Regions from separate parts of the Oryctolagus cuniculus genome. Here region 2 is linked to region 1. The links are chromatin contacts, called in public Micro-C maps. All regions are on one chromosome and are shown on one strand. The core of a region is the stretch at or near the end of the contact, and the rest is flanking DNA. Distances in the headings are between cores, read along the strand shown. Region 1 overlaps BICC1 (BicC family RNA binding protein 1). Region 2 overlaps LOC127484208 (a long non-coding RNA gene).

What was found. A called contact is a pair of places that touch in the nucleus more often than the background predicts.
Region 2: a contact with region 1 is called in a Micro-C map of ear pinna, with 4 times the contacts expected there. The contact joins two enhancer-like sites. A contact is called at or near these places in 3 of 6 Hi-C or Micro-C datasets (ear pinna, psoas muscle and an unstated tissue).

The regions. Positions count from the first base shown.
Region 1 is chr15:51,220,387-51,226,404 of mOryCun1.1, forward strand. It overlaps BICC1 (BicC family RNA binding protein 1), which reads left to right. Exons shown (of 22, transcript XM_070057685.1): 4 at 4,846-4,925. Among named protein-coding and RNA genes, the nearest start is that of BICC1, 290 kb to the left of the region's middle. Within about 2 kb of position 3,000, at least 1 of the 8 cell types and tissues checked has an H3K27ac peak or open chromatin away from gene starts, as enhancers often do. A contact at or near this core is called in ear pinna, where this site is marked.
Region 2 is chr15:51,400,506-51,407,265 of mOryCun1.1, forward strand. LOC127484208 (a long non-coding RNA gene) reads right to left here. Exons shown (of 2, transcript XR_007911026.2): 2 at 4,939-5,380. Among named protein-coding and RNA genes, the nearest start is that of PHYHIPL, 240 kb to the right of the region's middle. Within about 2 kb of position 3,681, at least 2 of the 8 cell types and tissues checked have an H3K27ac peak or open chromatin away from gene starts, as enhancers often do. A contact at or near this core is called in ear pinna, where this site is marked.

The DNA of each region.
Region 1 (6,018 bases), core at 1,750-4,249:
TTCATTAGCCACAAATCAAACTGGCGACTAACATGGAAAGAGCTCCCAGCCAGGGCAGATGAATTCTGCCCATCGATTGCTTCTCTATGATGTAGGGCGGTTTGGCTGTTCTGTTTATATGTATTAAATGTGTGAGCCTTGCAGACCCCAGGCTGTGATATAGAACTTTCCCCCATGAACAGAAGTGCACTGTGATGATATTTTGGGGGGTATTGTGACTGGAAAGAAGGGAGTTGCTCATGCAAGGTATTTTCTGTCTAAAAGAATATCCTGAGAATGAAAGAATTACTGTGAATTTTTGTTGTTGTTGTTGAATCATTAGCTCAGCAGTATTTCAATCATTGGAGACAGGAAAGTAGCTACAAACAGATTGCTGGTGAAAGACTGATGGCGTAAATTCATCTTGTGTCAATAGCACATTTCTTTCTGTAGTATAATAAACACAAATGTCTGATAGAAGTATTTTCTACAGGTTTTGCTGTGGGATAGGAATGAAGTGGAAAGGAGGTTTCAGCTTGAGGAGAGAAGACAAGACCATGAAATACTCACTGCTGTTTCCAGGGATTGGAATATTTGCAAGAATGGAAAACAGATTAGAAACGAGGGTACCAAGAGCTAATCTTTAAAATCATAAGTAAACCTCCCATAAAATCATAAGTAAACCTCCCATAAAATGTCCCAAATCTTTTAAATATTTATTTTTATTGAAAATTGGTTTTTAGCAGGTGTTCTGATGGAAACACTTGTTGCCTTATCAAGTCCTTACGAATTGCCATATGGAAGTCATGAGAACCATTTTATAAAAAAAGTTCAGCTTTTTTTTTAAAAAAGGCACATTTTCTATTCTCTTTTGCAGTATACACTTATAAAACCCATTTCTTAAGCATGTCTGTGGCAGCTTCATGTAACTTAGTGAAGGTTGGACTACCAGCTGGTCTTCCTCCCTTCCATAGGCTGACATGAGAGACATATGAACAGACAGGTAGGGCAGAAATATAAAACCAAAACCTGGATGATACCTGACAAGTGCTGAGATCTATTTTGAAGTGAGACCTGTTTGGGGAAGTGCAGGAAATACGGTCACATTGGATATGAAATGTGGATCTAGACTTCTGTCTCCTCCCTCTGAATTTGGCTATTTCATAAAATACTCTGCTTTCAGTCTGTTCAAGCAGCAGGTTACTGGATATCTGCGTCTGGTCTGGTACTGTGGCTGTTATAAAGTCAAGTAATACATGGTCCCTGTGTTCAGGGATCTTGAGGGTTTGTTATAAAGCAATGAACATAGTTTTTAAAGTAAATGTCTCCATATTTTTATGGCAACATTAGAATTGTACTTCAAAATAATTAATTTGGGAAAGGGGGAAGCTATACACTTATTTCCAGTTTCTCTACCATATACTGACACACTTTCTTGCTGACCTTTTTATTTCATTTTTAGATTTAGTAGTATGTCCATACTTTGGCTTTTATTGTGTGTGTGTGTGTGTGTGTGTGTGTGTGCGTGCGTGTGTGTGTCATGTATTTCAAGAATGAGTCTGGGCCGGTGCTGCAGCTCACTAGGCTAATCCTCCGCCTGTGGTGCCGGCACCCCGGGTTTTAGTCCCTGTTGGAGCGCCGGATTCTGTCCCGGTTGCTCTTCTTCCAGTTCAGCTCTCTGCTGTGGCCCGGGAGTGCAGTGGAGGATGGCCCAAGTGCTTGGGCCCTACACCCGCATGGGAGACCAGGAGGAGACGCCTGGCTCCTGGCTTTGGATTGGCACAGCACGCCAGCTGTAGTGGCCACTTGGTGGGTGAACCAGTGGAAAAGGAAGACCTTTCTCTCTGTCTCTCTCTCTCTCTCACTGTCTAACTGTGCCTGTCCAAAAAAAAAAAAAAAAAAAAAAAAAAAGTCTGAATAAAGCTGGGGCCCCTGTGCTGTTACATAGACAAGCTTGAACTACAGACTGTAACAGTTACTGAAAACGAACAGCATTTTATGAACTCAAATGAGTAAATTAGGTTAAACCTGGAATTAAATCTCACATCCTGTATATCTTTTAAGAAAAGAATAAAAAATCTAAATCCCAATTTTGTCATATTCATTTCTATCCTTATTGAAATTAATTATTGAAGGGAGCACTTTAAAAAAGAAAAAAAGCACTTATTCCCATCCTGGAGACAGTTTGATGTTGCATGTCCGTTGTCGGTTGTCCACTCCCTGTGGAGTTTGATGTTACTCCTTGCTTCCTCTGTGTGTCTTTGTGTGCATTGGTACTTTATAGTTTTGAACACTAGATGGTGCCATTTCACTTTAAAATGAGGTGGTTTTTTTTTTTTTTTTTTTTTTTTTTTGCCTTTGCTTTCTATTTTGCTTATTGTTCTGTTCATGCAGAGATGATGGCAATCAGAGCCTTCCTTAAATTGCATCCGAGGCTCCCTGTCTGTCTACAGGTGGATAGGACCTTTAAGGTGATTTTCCAGCCTGTGAGAGTCAGGTTTCAGGTTAGCCATTCTGTACTTACTGTTAACTTCTTTTGTGGGTGAGAAAAATACAGTTGTATCCTGTAGAAGCATTTCTGTCTTGTGTCTTGGGCCAAAACATAAGAGGTTAAAATTTAAAGTCTCGGTGGTTTAATCTACTGTTGCTCATCCTTGGTTTAGGAATCAGGGAACCAGTGACATCCTGATCAGGGTGCGTGTGTTTTAGCAAGTGAGTGATGCACAGGCATGTTCTGAGAAACACTGCATACTCATGAGTGTTTTCAGTAGAGATTAACAGCAGTGTCAGCCCCACAGGAACTCAAACCACAGTTGTGGATATTTGAGTGTGAAGTTTTGGATCCAGACAGCTTTCTATGTAAGTGTTGTCTAGAGGAGTTACAGGGGCCATCGTAAGGTTTCCCGAAGTGGTAAAAGCTGGCCGGAGTAAGAGGGGGAGAAGGCAGTGCCCGTGCGTGGGGATTGAGGGATGCGATACCGCAGGACCTGCTGCCAGCTTGCAGCAGTCCAGCATCCCTGTGCCTTGCTTTTAGACCCCTTGCCTCACAGCACCTGGTACGCAAACACTGGAGAAAGTTTCCCCCAACCGTCAGGCCTCTGATCTTCACAAATGTCCCTGTGACAGGGCAAGTGTCAGAAGAGGGAATAAAAGATGGGAGACTTTCCAGAGGCCACGAGCAGCCCCTGGGGGACAGTCTAGGCGGAGACAGGGGCTGGAGGTGAGGGCGCTGACTCGACCAGCCACAGCTGCTGGGACGTCTCCTCAGGGGCCGGAGCCCTCCGCACTGTGCGTGTGTGTGCGTGCGCGTGTGTGGAGGGGAGGGAGTGCACTGTTGTTAGCTGGAATTTCACCATCCTGGTCTGAAGAGAAGGTAGTTTTAGGAAAATGGGTTCTTCCATTCTTTGTTTCCTCATTGCCCAGTTGCACCTTCGTGTGGCTTTGACTTCACCTTGGGCAGTAGGGGGTGGATAAGGAGATCAGCTGTGAGGAGAAATGTGAGTGTGGTGGTGGTGTTGGGATAAAACCTCTACCTGCTTATTTGGCTTCCGTGTCCCAGAGAATTGCTGCCTTCGAAGAGTGAAAGCACTGGATCTGAGCTGCTTGTTAGTTGTGAAAGGCGTTTGGCAAACCCTGGCTGGCCCTGATGTCACTGCTGTGACGTGTCGGAGGGCACAGCATGGCCTCAGCTGAGACGTGTGGGTACTCAGTAGGGTGGAGATTTATCACTGAGGTGAAACTCCTGATAGATTATCTCTATCTTTACCACTGAAACTAATGGTTAAAGAACTTTCTATTTAACCCCAGAGCATCTTGGTCTGTCAGGCTGACTGAGAAGGAGAGACAGCACTAGGTCACCAGATTAAAAGGAGACCTGGAGAGCTGGGTCAGCAACCCTGGGGCTTAGGCTCCAGATCTACCATCTCACCTCCTTTCCACCTGTACGCAGATCTCATTTTCTACAAATCCCACTGCCCGCTCCCCTTCCCATAACTGGTATTCCTGAGCCATTCATCCTGCTGTCCTTTTGTGCTTTTTCATACATTTGTGTTCTAATGTATTAGGCAATTTGTTCTCATTTTTGTCTCACTGAACAAGATGATAAACCGTATATGGACAGAAGCCTTTTTTCTTCACTGATATGATATTACCCCTAGTTCCTGGAACATAGACTCGTGCATAGTAGATGTGCAGAAAATAGTTGTTAAATGAGTGCTTTCCTACACAAAGGTCAGTAGCAGTGATGTACAATAGATACAGCATCTTAGATGAGTCACTCAGTAGTAATTCTGATTAAATATCAAATTTTCCCAAATATAAATTAATTTTTTTTCTCTTAAACCTACACCTGTGAGGATGTCTCCTTAGTTATCACAGAGTTTAAAATATGAATTCATAGCTGAAAGGCTTTAACTTATATGGCCCAAGACTGAGTAGTTTCCACGACAAGATTCTAAACCAAGTTGTGGCTTAGATTTTTCTGTAAACAACCTCGCAAAACTGTGTCATGGTTTAAATAAATTAATACCTTTAAATCCATTGAATGGGTCCTGGAATGTAGCAAGATCTCAATTGTTATATTGAAATATGGACATCTCACTTGTTTAAAAATACTATATAATTATTTTTGCAATTATACACTTATTTTGGAAAAAAATCATTTAGCCATGTGTCACAGGGGCAAAAGTACATGAATAATTAGAATATTCTCCAAATTTGGAAATTCTGGATGTTTTGTTATTGTTAGATTGATACATGCCTAGAATGAAAGTTACTGACTTTCTTATGGAACACTTAGGAGTAACAACAGTTTTAAAACAGAGTTTGGGAGCTTCACATGAGACTGCTGTTTCTGATTCCTTACAGATCCCCATATAAAGGTTTCTGGAAAGAAGGAAGATGTTAAAGAAGCCAAGGAAATGATCATGTCTGTCTTAGACACAAAAGTAAGTGAATGTTAAGGACGCTCGGGGGTCAGGACCTTGTCTCTGCAAGGGCTGCTTCCTGCCCTTGTGAAAGAACCATTTGGAGAAGAAAAACCAGGAGAAAGTAATGTGGCTTTGAAGAACACGTGTGGTTGTACAGTGGGTGTACAGTTCTGCTGAATACTTGACTGGGTTCTCTCATACCGTGTAAGGGAACAGTGTTTCTACATATACACATACACACATATGCATATGTAGGTACTCATATGTGTGCATATGCATGTATGTGCAGACCATCTTCAGAAACAGACACTGGTGCTGGTTAGGGTAGCACAGGTAGTAAAGATGATCATTAGCATATTGGCCTTTGTGGTGCCAGCCACATATGCTTCCTTTTGTGTGATTGTGTGTACACGTTCTCTCTGCAAGTCTCTGTGTTTAGGGAAAACAGGAAAACGTAAATATGTAAGAATATATACTCATTTGTGTGAATAAATACATCTAAATCATCTATTATATTCCAGGTACTTTGCTAATCATTTTATAGTATTATTGAACAAGTATTATTTTGTGTAACTCTCATGACTGCCTATCACAGAGATACTAAGTAACTTGCTCAGGCAAGCAGCGCTGGTAACTGGGGAGGTGGGGTTCAAATCCAAGCCATCGGATTTTTTTTCCCTGATTCATAACCTTTTATAAAGCTAGAGTAATCAAAACAGTGTAACACTGGCATAAAGACATACATAGAGACCAATGGAACATAATAAAGAGTTCAGAAATAAACTCACACATATATAATTACATGATCTTTGACAAGGATGCCAACTCTACACAATGGGAAAAAGTCTCCTCAATAAACAGTGTTGGCAAAACTGATCTTGACTTGCAAACAAATGAATCTAAAGCTGAACCTTATACTATACACAAAAATCAATTCAAAGTGGGTGAAAGAAATGAGCATAAAACCTGAAATTATAGAACTCACTGCGGAGAAACTTCATAACATCAGCGTTTGCAGTAGTTTCTTGGGTATGATTGCAAAATACAGGCAACAAAAGCAGAAACAGACAATTTTGGATCACACCAAACTAGAATGTTTTTTCACAGCAAG
Region 2 (6,760 bases), core at 2,431-4,930, 180 kb after region 1:
CATCCACATCACAGTTGTCTGTCAGCACAGGCAGGGGATTAGCTTCCCAAAAAAGATGGCTATATTGGGCATGTATGTAGCACCTGCCCCCACAGCCACTGAAAGCTTTCCATGGGGGGAAGATTGGCCATCTTCATTATACTGCTGAAGAGAATAGAGGTGGCGAGTAGGAGGAGGATGATACTAGAAGGTGGGAAGAAGATGGATTGTCAGTTACACTTTATAGGCGGAGCAACCAAAGAACAGATTCGGTCTGTTCATCTATTTCTTTTTATCATTTGGGGCCTTAGGGGGAGTCATGATGTTGGAGCATTGATCAGCACACTGGCTTGCCAAGAAATCAATCCAGTCCTCTGGTGAAGGCACTTAGAGAGATCTCCCCAGTCCATGGACAGCCTCTTAATATTTAGGTTGAATCAATTGCTACACAATACAGCATGGCGTTGTCACGAAAGGCACTAAGCATGGACACAGTGTCCTGGGTTCAGACCCTACTCTCCTTCGTCCTACATCTCCGCAAGCCTCCATCGTCTCAGCTGTGAAAGAGAAATAGGCTACTAGGATTTCCAGGGTTGTCTTGAGGTTTAAGCGATGAAAAAGGCTTTAGCATATTTGAAAGCTCTTGGGGGGGGGTATATGCAACAGACAGCAAGAGATTCAAGACAGAGGAAGAAGGGCTAGTTTATAAAGCAAGATTCCTCTGGGATAAAGCAGAGATGTTGGAATAAGCCTCAGTTAGAAAGATGGGCTCCTCTCTTACATTGGCAGGAGTAGTAGGGGTTGTGAGGAAGTTGGAGGACTGAAGAGTGGAGAAGGTATGGAACCCTTACCATGGAGAAGAGCAGAGAGAACTGATTAAAAACTCAGTAGAATTTCTTGGCAGTGCCTGCATCCTGTTGAGCATGTTGACCATGAATACATAATGACAATAGTCAGCCCTGGTGCATTTGCTACAATGAAACTTAGCAACCTTGGTCAATGGCTGGATTTACTGAAAGAGGTCAAGTAGATATGATGAGTGGTTATAGTAACCAAATATTGAAGATAAGTAGGATAAAGAAAGGAAGCAGGGGCTGGCGCTGTGGTGCAGTGGGTTAATGCCCTGGCCTGAAGCACCAGCATCCCACATGGGCGCCAGTTTGAGACCTGGCTGCTCCATTTCCTATCCAGCTCTCTGCTTGGTCTGGGAAAGCAGCAGAAGATGGCCCAAGTCTTTGGGCCCCTGCACTCATGTCAGAGACCAGGAAGAAGCTCCTGGCTCCTGGCTTTGGATTGGCACAACTCCAGCCATTGCAGCCAATTGGGGAGTGAACCATCAGATGGAAGACTCTCTCTGCCTCTCCTCTCTCTGTGGAACTCTGACTTTCAAATAAATAAATAAATCCTAAAAAAAAAAAAAAAAAGAAGTGAAGGGATGTATTGTGAGTCAATGAATAACAGAAATTTTAAGGATGGTCAACGAACTGGTTTGATATAAACAACTGAATGAACCACCTAGAAGGATATAGACTATGAGGTGTCTGAGTTCTTGATTTGGAAGGTAGAGCGACTTTTCTGAGTGATAATAAGGTCCAGAGAAAGGCAATGAAAACCTATGACCCAAATTTGGAGTAGAGATCCTTGGAGATGAAGAGTTCAAGGAAGTGAGCAGTTAGGAAGCTGGGTATCAATATAGATAATGAATTTACCCAGGATATCAATGTGAGGAGCTGAGTATAGACACCCAGATTTGGTAAATCATAATGGCAAAGAGGACTCAAGGAAGAGTATGTGGATATGTGGCATGTGGGTATGTGGTTGAGCAAATTCTCCTTGAGAAAGCTGTCTAGAAAGTTATATCTTCAGGACAATCAGGGTTTTACACAATGGGGACAATGATGCCCATACTCTAGAGTTATCAGGATTAAATGAGATATATTTTAAATGCTTACCATATTTAAATACAGAATTAAACATTACACAATTGACAAATCAACAGACAGTATGCTATGTACATTTGTGTATAATCTAATTGCACTACTTTGTTAGAGTAAATCTATTGTTACCTGGATTTATAAATAAAGAAACTGGTTTGGAGAGGTTGAGTAAGTTACACAACTCTTCTAGCTCAGCAGTGGCAAATGGGAGCCCAGAAAGTCTAGGGCCAGAGCCCACATTTTGTTTTTAAAGGTGTATTTATTTGAAAGACAGAATTACACACACATGGCGGGAGGGGGTAGGAGGGGGGAGAATGTCCATCTTCTTGTTCACTACCCAGGTGGCCAGAGGGCCACGGCTGAGCCAGGAGCTTCCTCCGGGTCTCCCACGTGGTTTCAGGGGCCCAAGCACTTGGGCCATCTTCCACCGCTTTTTGAAGGCCATTAGCAGGGAGCTGGATTGGAAGTGGAGCAGTTGGGACACAACTTGGCACCCATATGGAATGCGGGTGGTACAGGCAGTGGCTTTACTCACTATGCCACAACACTGACCCCAACAGCCTACATTTTAAAACACCATTAGTACTGTTTTTGTTTTGTTTAAAACAAATGTTTCAGATTGTCTTTATGAATGAAATCAAGCTACTAATGTATTTTGAAATCATTTAAGCAAAGTCTAAATTAAATCACATTCTCAATAAGGCAAAAATTTCTGGTAAAAGTGAAAATTCTCAAGAATGTAGTATGTATGCTACTTTCAGCATGAAAATACCACTGTCATATCATACTTACAGTGCAAAAAAAAAAAAAAAAAGGATTAAGGCCAGTCAGTAACTTTATTGAACTCGGTGTTTCAAATCTTGTCTACAAGGCTAGTTTGTACTCTTTGATCTTGATTGATGTCTATGAAATAGCACTGTGCATTGGGGAAGAGATGAAAATGAATTTGGAGTCAATGGAGCTACAAGTAGGAGCAGGTGGAAATAAAGGGAAATATGTCGGCAGATAGGGAATGATGGATGGGAGGGCTGGTGAGAGGAAACCAGGCACTCCAGTCCCCTGCATCTCCTTGGTATGGATCAAAGAAGCGATGACAAAGACGACTGAGTACTGTTTAGGCCCTCATAGGTCTTGCAATGGGAGAATTGTCACTCACATTGAGCAGGGTCTCTATGCTATTGGGGTAGATCCAGAGCATAGTTTGGAGTCCAGGGTTTCCAAGAACTCAGAGTTCTTTCTCAAGAGGGATGAAGGGGCAGCAGTAAAGGCCAAAGCACTTTCATTTGGCTTTGGGTGCTTCATTTGGACCTCTCAGTCCTCATGTAAACCACACACCGAAATTCTGAGTAAATAGCAACGTTGTTCTTTTCTTCTCCAAGAAGTCTCTGATACCTAGACATGTCCTCTACCACTCTGACATCCAGACAGTGCCATTACCTGTGGCCATGAGCACTCTGTTGAGATGGGAAGGGTGTGCACGGGTTTAGTTTTAAACGAATGACCTTCTAGATCATGTGTGTGGGTGGGCCAGCAGTGAGCACCCATCTCCACTGTGCTGGTTGACGTGGAGGGAAAATGATAATGAGAGAGGATTTACAGAAAAGATTAACATTTCCCTTAGCTGTTTCTTATTTTCAAGAGGAAGAATTCTTTCCTCCCAATCCTGAAGAGACTAAAATAGAACCACAGTTGATTCTCAGCTCTTCAAAACCCTGTACTGTTTTCCTTAGCATGCTTGCTGGGCAACAGCTGCCCCAGATGTATAAAGTAAAGGTGTGACTTTTCCAAACTGTGGGATTGAAGGACCAGCCGGGACCTGTTCATCAGCTGGTAGTACTGTTTTGAGTAAAGACCATTTTGAAAAGCACATTCAGAACCAAGAGTTCTGGGGAAATTCATGGGAAGCACCCAGAGAGAAGCTCAGGCAGCCACATCATCTTTCTTTCAGAAGTCCAGTCCCCGGAGTCCTCCGTTCTCAGAACTGCTGGGGAAACATGAAACTTCCTGGCAGGTACTGAGATACTTGGTTTGTTTGGACTTTGCAGTGATCCCAGGAATGTTAATAGGCATGTTTCCATGCAAACCACATAATCAAACGATGACTATAGTTTAATCCAGTCCCAGGGAGCAGCTAAAAAATAAAAATATGGACCCACTGGAAGTCCTGGTAGCCAGTTCCACCAGGTTCAGGACGGAACTTTCTGGAAGGTTCCCTACCTGACCCTGTCTATTCTGATTAGGATGGCAGGGCCAGGCTCTTTCCGTGAGGGTTTGTCAGCTTTTCCATTTAAAGATCGTGACTGCTCAGAGCACAAACGTCTGTGGTGTTTTGAATCCTGAGTCTTGCTGACAGCACACAATCCAAAGGCATGCAATGCACGTCCTGCACCACATCTTTGCCTAACTTTTTGGTGTGAAATTCCAAGTTTTGTAAGTCTAGCCTTTTACTCATGATCCTGTACAGCTGTTTTCAGATCCAGGAAATCCTTGGACAGAAAGCAGATCTGCTTTCTGGGATCCAGGGAGCTTTACATAAGGAGGTAAGAGATTCCTGGCAGGGAACCTGGAACAAGTCTCAGCTGTTCCATTTCCTTTTGGAAAATGTTAAGGTCAGCATTATTGGCCAGATGTGTTCTGTTAGCATCCAGAATTACGATTAAGAACAAAAATTAGTTTTATCAAAATTGGATTAGAGTTTGGACCCTTTCGCTGATTAGCTGTATGGTCTTGGGTAATCATTCATGCTCCATGGGGAATGATTTCCCCTTGAGTAAAACTTAAATGGTTGGTTGTGTTGGAACCTAAGCCTATCCTACTTATAATAATCCAGAATATTCTGGAGAAAATAAAAAATGCCTTGTCATAACTTTCACTGTGCTACCCCACATGACCAGCAGATGGCAAACTCGCATTGTAGTCTGAAATTGATACCATGATGTGTTACTGGTAGCCCCAGTGGTGATGAAGGTAGGTAGGTACAGGGTACTGACCATTAAAAAAAAATCCACAGATTCATGGTTCATGGATTCATAGGCAAAGATTCTGTTTCCATTAGACTTTCCACACTTACACAATTGAGGTCCTTTGGAATGCTTTGAAAGGTTAAGTACTCATTGGAGCAAACCATGCATTTCCTCTCTTAATCCTTAATTCATTAATTAACAATTATTTGTAGAAAGTCCATGGTGTTCAAGGTCCTGAGCTAGTGATAAAGATACAGAGATAAAAAGACACAGTCCCTGTACTCAGGAAACTCATCTTCCAACAGGAGGGGACACACCATCAAACGCCGGGTTGTCATTGTGGTGAGATGCAGAGAAGTTCACATTAGACCACGTGAGATGAGGCTGGAGGAGGGCCGGCAGCAACAGACTGGATGTGTGAGCATGAGTGATGGCTGCCATTGCAAACAGGAAATTCACTGGAGGAGTGTGGTCCAGGCAGGAGAAATCGCGTGAGCAAAGCTGCATGTACAAGAAGGGGAAAGGAAATCCAGAGTTAAAAACAGCCAGGACTGTGGCACAGACCAGGCAGAGTGGTGTGAGAAGAGGAGCAGAACAGACCTCATGGAGGTGGGACTGCTGAGCCATGAACATTTCCCCATGATGCTGTTGGCAAGGGTGATTTTATCACATTAGTTAACTGGTATCTCAGTGAATAAGGAAGTCTGGTACAATCGAAAAACAGAGGCAGTAGGTTTATTTTGACTGAGAAGTTGTAGGGGCAGAAAAGTGTGATACCTTCCTTCATCCATCATAAGGGTCACAGTTGCCAACACTCCAGTAACAAATGACAAGTTAACAAGAGAAGAGCATAATCATGTTTATGCAAAATTTTATATGATTGTGGAGTTTTTAAGAAATGAAGACTCAAAGACCCAGGAGAAGCTACCTATTTGTATTCTTAGGTTCAGTGAGGAATGGATTGTCATGTAGAAATGTGACTGGATAAAAGGGCATGATCTAATGATAACAGACCGAGGTGGGGAGCTAGCAAAACTCTTTAGATTCTTCTTGACCTTCCTCCATCTGCGTATAGCGCAAGATTCCTCTGGAATAGGCATTAAGGGAGATGAAAGAGAAAGAGAGAAAGAGAGAAAGAGAGAAAGAGAGAAAGAGAGAAAGAGAGAAAGAGAGAAAGAGAAAAGAGAAAGAGAAAGAGAAAGAGAAAGAGAAAGAGAAAGAGAAAGAGAAAGAGAAAGAGGAAGAGGAAGAGGAAGAGGAAGAGGAAGAGAGAGAGAGAGAGAGAGAGAGAGAGAGAGAATTCTAGCATGTATGGCTTGTTTTGGGGAGAGGATTTGTAATTTCTGTGACCTGCCTTGGTGAAAAATTCTGGTTTCTATTACTCAGAGGAGAAAGAGGGACAGGAGACGGGATGGAGAAGCTCATAGAAACCTTGCTTCTCAGGCACTCCTAATGTTCTTCAGTTTAAAGTACTCAGCATGCCAAGGTGCCATACTTTGAGGTTTTGTGTTTTGAGCCCCAACAAAATGGAAGAGCATGGAACTCAATCAATGTTATCTTGGATCAGTATAGTTCAAAATAATATTCACTGCATTCCTGGGATTAATTAATCCATTCTTTGCTGGCCAACACACAAAATGGCAACATACAGCCTGTCAAAGTGACATAACAACCTCTATGACATTAGTGTGTCATTTGATTTATTCTCCTTAACACTAATCATAGCTCTCTGTGTGCTACCCACTGGAATTGCTACTCCTACGGCAAGAATTTCCAACACTGTTCATCAAAGAAACCATGGAGCTTAGCTGAGGAGGCCCATGATACATCTGAATTCACCTTTAAGCCCCCTCTCACCAAGACTCCACATCAATTAAGCAA